Regions from separate parts of the Mus musculus genome. Here regions 1 and 2 are each linked to region 3. A link is a contact called in public HiChIP or PLAC-seq data. All regions are on one chromosome and are shown on one strand. Each heading gives the region's core, a stretch centred on a gene start, on an enhancer-like site or on the middle of the called end of the contact. The rest is flanking DNA. Distances are from core to core; before and after follow the strand shown.

What was found. HiChIP or PLAC-seq counts read pairs in DNA pulled down with a chosen protein or histone mark.
Region 1: an H3K27ac HiChIP or PLAC-seq map of embryonic stem cells shows a contact between it and region 3, with 9 read pairs. The contact joins the enhancer-like site here to the promoter of H6pd in region 3. A contact is called at or near these places in 25 of 39 promoter capture datasets (the 3T3-L1 cell line, 3T3-L1-derived adipocytes, the C10 cell line and 16 more), 1 of 15 datasets of contacts at CTCF or cohesin (embryonic stem cells), 10 of 484 Hi-C or Micro-C datasets (B cells, the G1E-ER4 cell line, the HL-1 cell line and 4 more), 33 of 115 datasets of contacts at active chromatin or transcription factors (the 230-238 cell line, the NIH/3T3 cell line, T-cell acute lymphoblastic leukemia and 20 more) and 6 of 9 other capture datasets (adipose tissue, bone marrow-derived macrophages, embryonic stem cells and 3 more).
Region 2: an H3K27ac HiChIP or PLAC-seq map of embryonic stem cells shows a contact between it and region 3, with 6 times the contacts expected there. The contact joins the enhancer-like site here to the promoter of H6pd in region 3. A contact is called at or near these places in 10 of 39 promoter capture datasets (the 3T3-L1 cell line, the C10 cell line, embryonic stem cells and 6 more), 1 of 15 datasets of contacts at CTCF or cohesin (CD8 T cells), 2 of 484 Hi-C or Micro-C datasets (the HL-1 cell line and bone marrow-derived macrophages), 22 of 115 datasets of contacts at active chromatin or transcription factors (the 230-238 cell line, the NIH/3T3 cell line, T-cell acute lymphoblastic leukemia and 12 more) and 5 of 9 other capture datasets (adipose tissue, embryonic stem cells, liver and 2 more).

Annotation. Positions count from the first base shown.
Region 1 is chr4:149,798,685-149,801,610 of GRCm38.p6, forward strand. Gm42354 (a long non-coding RNA gene) reads left to right here. Exons shown (of 3, transcript XR_881588.1): 2 at 1,628-1,789. Among named protein-coding and RNA genes, the nearest start is that of Gm42354, 9.5 kb to the left of the region's middle. Within about 2 kb of position 1,572, at least 26 of the 459 cell types and tissues checked have an H3K27ac peak or open chromatin away from gene starts, as enhancers often do. A contact at or near this core is called in the 230-238 cell line, adipose tissue, embryonic stem cells and 4 more, where this site is marked.
Region 2 is chr4:149,824,535-149,827,267 of GRCm38.p6, forward strand. No RefSeq gene overlaps it. Among named protein-coding and RNA genes, the nearest start is that of Gm42354, 35 kb to the left of the region's middle. Within about 2 kb of position 1,392, at least 3 of the 459 cell types and tissues checked have an H3K27ac peak or open chromatin away from gene starts, as enhancers often do. A contact at or near this core is called in embryonic stem cells, where this site is marked.
Region 3 is chr4:150,001,672-150,004,596 of GRCm38.p6, forward strand. H6pd (hexose-6-phosphate dehydrogenase (glucose 1-dehydrogenase)) reads right to left here and starts at 1,565. Exons shown (of 5, transcript NM_001291004.1): 1 at 1,361-1,565.

The sequences.
Region 1 (2,926 bases), core at 322-2,821, 200 kb before region 3:
TGCAGGTCTGGAGTTCAGGGGTCAGAGGCAAGTAACTGTAGCTTTGTGACAGTTCCCAGGCCAGCTGGGAGTTTGTCTGCCTGTCTCACCAGAATAAACAAACAGGCTCCCGGGAAGTCACATGGGGCTGCCTCTCTCTGCTCCCAGCCTTCCTCCCAGCTAGCCTGGGAGCCATCAGTCCCTTGGGGGTGGGGGAGGCACTGGACTCTTGTTGGTGGGTGGTTCCTGTTGCAGTCACGCACTCTAGGCAACAGGTCTAGTTGTTAGTGAGTCTGAGCAGGGGTAGGACTTGTTTGTCTCATGCTCTGATTTTTCTCTCCACGCCCCTTTCCCCTCAGTGAGAATCTGCACTTGAACAAATCCCAGCTCAAACAATGAATGGGTCAGCATCTGTTTACCACTGCCTGACTTTTATCCCACTATCCCTTGGGACAAATATATCGACCATGAGTATCAAACGTGGGCTCATGGTGTGGGGGATGACCCTTAAAACATCTGCCCCTAACTGTGTCCTTCTTTAGACAGGGGCAGAATGGAGCTTTGTTCTTAATTTACAAGTCAGAAGGAAGTCCTCAGAGAAAGCGCCTTTCAGCACCGTCTCAAGATGGTGCCAGGATTTTCCCATTTACGGGTGGGGGGTGGGGGTGGGGGCTCTTCTACAAAAGAAATCACGAACTATTTTTCATAAAGACCACCCAGGCAGACTTTATAATACAGTTGAAACTTTTAAAAATATTTATTATTTTTAAATTTTTGAGTGCATGGGTGGGTGTGGGGGTGTGGGGTGCATGCACGCACAAAAGCACAATGCAGGTAACTTAGAGGCCAGAAGAGGGCAGATTTCTCAGAGCTGGCATTACGGGTGGTCATGAGTCATTCCTATAGGTGCTGGGAACCAAACAGTAAACCTACCATGTGTTCTAACTGCTGAGTCTCTCTCCAGTCTAGGAATTAATTTTTTTGTGTGGGGTCCAAAAAATGTCAGACTTTTGACCTCTCAGCTCTGAGGAGAGCTGGCTGGGCCAGGTGCAGCTGTCTTTCCTTAGCCTCAGAGGGAAGTGTGTGTGTGTGTGTTTGTGTGTGTAGAAGGCAGAAATTAAGAGTACATGTTTTTTTTTTTTTTCACTCAGTCTTCATATTTTTGAGACAGATTCTCTCATGGAAGTTTAGTAACTTTGTTAGGCTGACTTGCCAGTGAGTTCCAGAAGTCCACGGGTACCAGACCTCTGGCAGTCCTGGGACTCTAGATGTGCATCACATGACCGATGTGTTCACAAGGACATTGGTCATCAGAACGCAAGTCCTCGTGCTGGGCCGCAGGCGCTGCATTGACGGAGCCGGTTCCATGGTCTCTCAGGGGGTTTTTAAACTGAATAGTGATGACTGGTCTCGGGCAGTGGTCAGCCGTTGATGTGTTTACAATGGAAAGGAAGGGAAAGCGGGGAAGCTCTGACTGGCATCAGCGCCGGAGCCAGGGAGAGGTCATCGAAGCTGCAAGCAGCATCCTGGGTAGCCGCACAGGATAGCCGCTAAAGGGCGCTGGGATTGGCTGCTGTACTTCCCTGCCTCTCGGATCTGACCTTGACTCCTCTGTGACTCATTCATATCTCTTTCCACAACACTGCAGGGTCTGAGGACAGTGGCTGGCTGGATCTGGTTTACTTTTTTGTATTCCCAGAAGCAGGATGAAGGATCAGCCCAGTTTCCCAGGAAATGTGTGCGCTGTGGAGGCCGCTTGCTGTGGTCTCTGGGTTGTAGCAGAGCTCAAAGAGCTCAGAGTTAGAGAGAGGTAAGAAGCCGTGAAGGGGGGGGGGGGGCTGGAGAGATGGCTCAGCGGTTAAGAGCTCCAGAGGTCCTGAGTTCAAATCCCAGCTACAACCATCTGTAATGGTATCTGATGCCCTCTTCTGGTGTGTCTGAAGAGAGCTAGTGTGTATTCATAAAACAAAAACAAAACAATAAGAAGCTCTGAGGAGGCTGTGTGTGGGTGGAGGTGTGGGTGTGGGTGGAGGTGGGGGCTCTGCTATGGAGCCCGGAATGCACCCAGATTGCACAGTGTATGGGGTATGGATTCAGTAGGAAGATTAGACCTGCCCTGGTTCAAGCTGGTTCAAGCTGGCAGAGTCAGGGACAAGGCCCAGGTACAGCAGAGCAGTGCATTGTGGCTTAGGCTTTAATGAAATAATGAAAACAGGCCTGTGGAGGGAAAAAGGCGATCCTTCCAGTCACAGGCTCAGCCCAAGGCTAGAAAGTCATTATAGGCTAGGAGTGTCAGCAAAGGGACCCAGCACCACAACTAAGAGGGAGTTTACTAGGCATGTAAGGCTGGCTCAGTATTAGAAAGCCAATTAATAAAATTCACTGTTTGAAGAGACTGAAGAAAGAAAAAGACAAAACAAAACAATAATAAAAAACCAAAAACCAAACCACAAATAAAAAAAAAAAACAAAAACAAAGAACAAACAGACAGAAAACCCAAACCAAAACACCATGTGGCAAAAACACAAACTACATGGGGTAAAATGCTCAGCAACTAAGAGATGGAAAGGAACTTCAACATCATAATAAAAATCCACAGAGCATGGCCGATCCCAGAGTGGAAGACGAGAAGCTGGTGGCTCTCCTGCAGACAGCAGGCACAAGGCCAGCTCATCACTACTGTCTGACACCGTACGGGAAGTTTCAACCAATGCAATAAGACAAGAAAGGGAATAGCATAAAAGATTCCCCCCCTCCTCTTCTTCCTCCTCTTCCTCCCCCCTCCCCCTCCCTCCCCCTCCTCCTCTTCCTCCTCCTCCTCTTCCTCCTCCTCCTCTTCCTCTTCCTCTTCCTCATCCTCCTCCTCCTCCAGTTCCTATAACTAGCAAAAAACTGAATACAGTGAGCATAGAAAGGTTATAAGACAAACATTTGACCTGAAACCGGC
Region 2 (2,733 bases), core at 142-2,641, 180 kb before region 3:
GGCCCTATAGACAGATGAGACGGGCCTTATAGACAGACAAGACAGGCCCTATAGACAGACAACAGAGACCCTACAGACACATGACACAGGTCCAACATACAGATGAGACAGGCCCTATAGACAGATGAGGACCACTACAGAAAGCCTTAACCAACCAATCAAAATGAAGAGTTATAGAACCCAATGCTGTTGAATGAATCTACAAAACCACTCCCATGCCTAAGGCTTGGGAACATTGAGGAAGAGGGATAGAAAGATCATAAGGGCCCGAGGAAGAGAGTTTGTGGTGAGATTGTACCTCCTAGGAACTTCAGAAGCTACACGGGTAAAGTCTCACTATGTGACCATCCACACACAAGCCAAAGTACATCAACAAACATACAAACCAGGATGGGACAATCCCACAAGGCCTCATCCCCACACCAAGAGCTACTGGAACTGAGAGCTCTGAGAGCAGAAGAGGTGGTTGACTTCCCCAGAGAAGAGCACGCCGTTTGGCATCCAGGGCCAACGGTCAGCCCTGAAAACAGACACAAAAGTATCATTGTATGGATGCAATAGGTTATATTTGGGAATACATATGTGAATATACAAATACATATATGTATGCAATAATAATTGATGAGAAAAGAGGCTTTTAGTTTGAAGGAGGGTAGGAGGGGTGCAGAGGGGTTTGGAGGGAGGGAAGCGAAGGGAGAAATGTAATTAAATTACAATCTCAAAAAAAAAACCCACAAAAAAACCAAACCCAAACCCAAAATACAGGCCCAATACAAATACAAAACACACACACACACACACACACACACACACACGCGCGCGCGCGCATGAATGTATACATATACACGCACACACGCACATTCACATAATACACATACATGCACACATGTATATGCATACACACGAATGCACACACATTCACATACATGTACACACACACACACACACACCCTGGAGTGTCATTTACAAGCAAAAAATACAGGTCCTGATTTTATTATCGTTATCAACAGATTCAACGACTAAGTAATATGTATATTTTAAATACGAACCAAAAGCCACTATGCCAGATCAGAGATGGCGGAGCAAGCAAACTACCGCAGCCAAGACTGACGACTTTGTTTCCCAGAATCGACATGATCTGTGATCTGACTCCCGCACATTGTCCTTTGACCTCCACATGCGCATTGTGGCATGGGCACTCCTGCCTACACCTCCTCACATGCCCATAAATAAATTAAGAAATCAGAAAGTAAGGCAGACACAGCAGCAGGGGACGTGTAAAATTTTACAGTGCTCACTCTAGGCTTCTGTGCTCTGTGGAAGGCTCGTGGTGAACTCTGGCTGTCTGGCACAGACCGTGGACACTGAGAGAGCCTTATGCAAATAGCCTTCTTCCCAGAGTGCTCTGCTCCAGGGGGACTCTACAGTGCCATGATCCTCCCGCTTCCTTGACATTGCCTTGTCTCAGTCTCATTTCCTCCTGCTCTGCCTTAGCTGGAGGACCAGCACCTCTGTCCGGCTGTGACAGGACCCCTGCCTGGAGCTTCAGGGATACCCTTGGCTCTTGGGAATTTTTTTCTAGAACGTCCAGAGTGGCGCTTGGCCCCCTTTAGCCTCTTGTGGGTTTTCCTTTTCAGATGAGGCACTACTCCTCATGAGCCACTCGGGAGTATAATACAAATGAAAAAAGACGGCACATCCGTGGTTTCTCCTTGGGAGGTGCTGTGGGTTAGGGAAGGGGTCCTGCTAGGATGTGGGGGTGTTATCTTGGTCCCACTTCAGAGAGACTCACTTATGTGCCAGCCAGCAGCTTCAACCCCTCTGTTCCTGGAGGGCGTTCATGGTCTCGCTGCCTATTCTGCTCTGTTTTGTTTATACAATTAGTCCTTGTGTGTAATTATGTGTATGTGTCTGTATGCGCCCATGAGTGCAAGTGTCCATGGCTGTGAGTCACCTGATGTGGGTGCTGAGAATTGAACTCTGAAAGGGCAGTATGGGCTCTTCACCACAGAACCATGTCTCCGGCACTTTTGGCTGGTTTAGCTATCAACTTGATACAGCTTAGAGTCACCTGGGAAGTGAATCTAAACGAGGCATTATCTAGATCATTTTGGCCTACGGGCATGTCTATAGGATTGTCTTGATTATTAACTGATGTAGGAAGATTGTCCTGGTTAGTGTCATTACTAATGTAAGACACCAGGACCAAAGCAACTTGGGAGGAAAGGGATTATATCACTCACAGTTCCATAGAACAGTTCATCACCAGCAGTGAGGACAGGAACTCAGTCAGGGAGGAACCTGGAGGCAGCAGCTGATGCAGAGGCCATGGAGGGGTGCTGCTTACTGGCTTGCTCCTCATGGCTTGCTCAGCCTGCTTCCTTGTGGGCTGTACCCCCACACATCAGTCACCAACTAAGAAAATGCCCTGGAGGTTTGTCTGTAGTCTGATTGTATGGATTTAAAAATTGAGTTACCCCCCTCTAGGTTGACTTTAGCTTGTGTTAAGTTGACATAAAACCAGCCAGTGCATTTGACCCCTTATTAACTTGACACACAAACATATCACTTTAAAGCCACAACCTTTCTTTTCTCATTTGTCCCCAAGATCACATATTAATATAAACATCACAACCTAAAGTATTTCCAACAGCACTCGGGAGGCAGAAACAGGTGGATTTCTGAGTTTGAGGCCAGCCTGGTCTACAAAGTGAGCTCTAGGACTGCCAGGGC
Region 3 (2,925 bases), core at 315-2,814:
ACTAAGGGTGCTCAGGTTGTCTTCTGGCCCCTGGTCCCACACATTTCAAGGGAGACCCCCACCCTACTATCAAGGAGATGCCACCACCTATCCATATAAGCACGGAAGTGCTAGAGGGGACACAGACCACAGTAGTGGCGTCATGGGGCTAAATACAGAGGCAAGGTTACACCCTGATCCCCAGAGTGAGACCAGGACAGCCAGGGATACAGAGAGAAATCCTGTCTGGAAAACCAAAACAACAGCTACAACAACAACAGAAGAGGGTGGAAGACAGTTTCCTGTATAACAAATTTTATTCATACCAACAGCTGGAACAGGACATGGTAACCCAAGCCCACAGTCTCAGTCTTTAGGAGTCAGGAGGATTGTGAGTTCAAGGTTAGCCTGGGCTACTTAGCAACCCCATGTCAAAAGAAAGAAAAGCAGAAGGGGTGGGGAGTAGGGTGGAGGCTGGAGAGATGACTCGGCACTTTAGAGGACCCAGTCCCAGCAGCCACACGGTGGCTCGGAACCATCCCTAACGGCAGTTCCAGGGGACCCTACACTAAGTATACACATGGTGCGCGTACAGACATGGGGACACACGAGATAAAACAGGCGGTGGGAGTCAGCAAGCAGGAGGGCACGCGGGCTTGCTCTGGGCAAGAATGCATTACTCTGACAGGCCGTCCTGGGAGAGACTCGCCCTTTAGACAGAGGCCCTGCTAACATTCCAGAAGGGGAAAGACTGATCTGGCCAGCCATGGTGAACAGGGGCAGAGTCCAGCTCCATCTTCCTGTCACCCTCACTGGAAAGAGGCACATGGCCAGCCATCCCAAAGCTGTCCCTGCCCAGTCCAGCAGCACCAAGAGGCAGGGCTGGTGCGGGCTAGTTACAGTCTCTATGCCCACAGACATGGGTGGGAGGGTGAGTGAGAGAGATCAGGAGCCACTACCTACCTCCCCTTCCCTACTCTACCCCCTCAGATACCATTGACAAAGCTGCTTCCCATGGATGGGGCAAGAAGAGGGGTGCCTCTAATCACAGCCCCAGAATCTGGACTTTTAAAAAGAAATTGGGGGGCTGGAGAGATGGCTCTGTGGTTAAGAGCACTGGCTGCTCTTCCAGAGGACCCGGGGTTCAATTCTGAGCATCCACACGGCAGTTCACAACTGTCTGTAACTCCAGTTCCAGGGGATCGGACACCCTCACACAGACACATATGCAGGCAAAACACCAATGCACAAAAAATAAAAATAAATACTAATTTTAAAAGGATTGGAAAAGAAACAAGAATTCAGATGAAAGAACATTTAGAAAATCATCCTTATCAGCCAAGCGTCCCCTCCAGTTCCGGGGCTCCGACGCCAAACTTACCAGTGCAGGCAAAGAACACAACCTGGTGTCAGTCAACCCTGGTCTGCATTTGGTCCCCTCATGGCCAATCTGGGGACCAGCACTTCCAGATGAAGCTCTCCTCTAAGTCCAAAGAGCCCTTTCTCCGGCCTCCTCTAAAGATAACTGGGAGCCCGGAGGAGCACTCAAAGCCCCTTTGAACCTTTTTGCAATGTTTTGATTGCAAAATTTCCGGTATTTTTCCCAGCTGGTTGTTAAACACAGCCATTAATAAAGTGAAATTACATAAATGAATAACCAACCAAATTCCATTAAGAACAAAGGTCAATAGACACTCAAAACTTATGTTTCCTGATCACGGGATCACTTTTTGCTGTCATGTATGCTCTTGATAATGGCTCATTAGGGGGACATCTATAACCCAGATATTGGCAAAGATCATAAATCAAGTTCCCCGGCCCCACCTCCCACATAGCAGCTGCTCAGCACTGGCCAGCCAGTTGCTATCGTGTGGCCAAACCGGTATTTCCTGGCTGCACTTTCCCACCTCACTCCAGAGTGGTCAATCAACTCATACTCAGATCAGAGCTCTGATCACATTAGTTGAATGCTGACTGGGTTTAGGCACATCTAAATCCAACTGGTTTATTAACCACAATTTAAATTACTCCCTCCTTGCCCTCCCCACATCTCCCCTCCCTGTCTCCCCTTCCCTTCAGGTTTGTGGTTCTTTGTTTTTGAGACAAGGCATCTCTATGTAGCCCAGGCTGGCCTCAGGCCTGGTATGCTCCAGCCCTGTCCTCCTTGGCACTGGGATTTCTGGCATGGCCTACCACATCTCTCAACTTGCTTCAAATGCTGTCTCCACCAGTCCCAGTAAACACAACATACTCAGATCATAAACCTTAGCGGTGTCTGGTCTGTTGGCAGATACAGGTGTCCACCTTCAAACCCTATTTGGGGGCAGCTCGGGTGTCTGCCACCAATCCTGATGACCTGAGTTCCCGCCACAGGAACCGCAGGGTAGAAGATGAGATCCAGCTGCACAGCCTGTCCTCTGAGCTCCACATGTGCACACACACACACACACACACACACACACACACACACGTACACACACACACACACACACACACACACACACGTGCACACAAACACAACAAAGCTCACACAGGTTTGGAGCACAGTGTCTCTCACTGCCTCTGTCTGTCCTGCCATCTCCTCTGTCTGGATTACTGCAGAACGCCCCCCCCCCCCCATAGCTTCCTATGGCCCCTGCAGAGCTGAGCCTAGCACAGGGGCCAGAGTGACCCTCACTGTTGGTAAGAAAGAGTCTACACAATCTAGCATCTTACCATCATCTCTTTGACCTCCTGTACTATTCTGGCCATCCTCCTGCCTCGGGGCCTTTGTTCTGGCTCTTCTCTCTGAGCTGCGTTCCCCCACAGGTACTCACATGGCACCTTAGCTCACCAGCTTCAGCAAGACCGCTTGCTCAGTCTGGCTTTCTCAGACCACTCCACAAAATACTAGAACTTCCACTTCCACCTCATGCCTCCTCCCTATTCTATTTCCCTCAGTAGTCC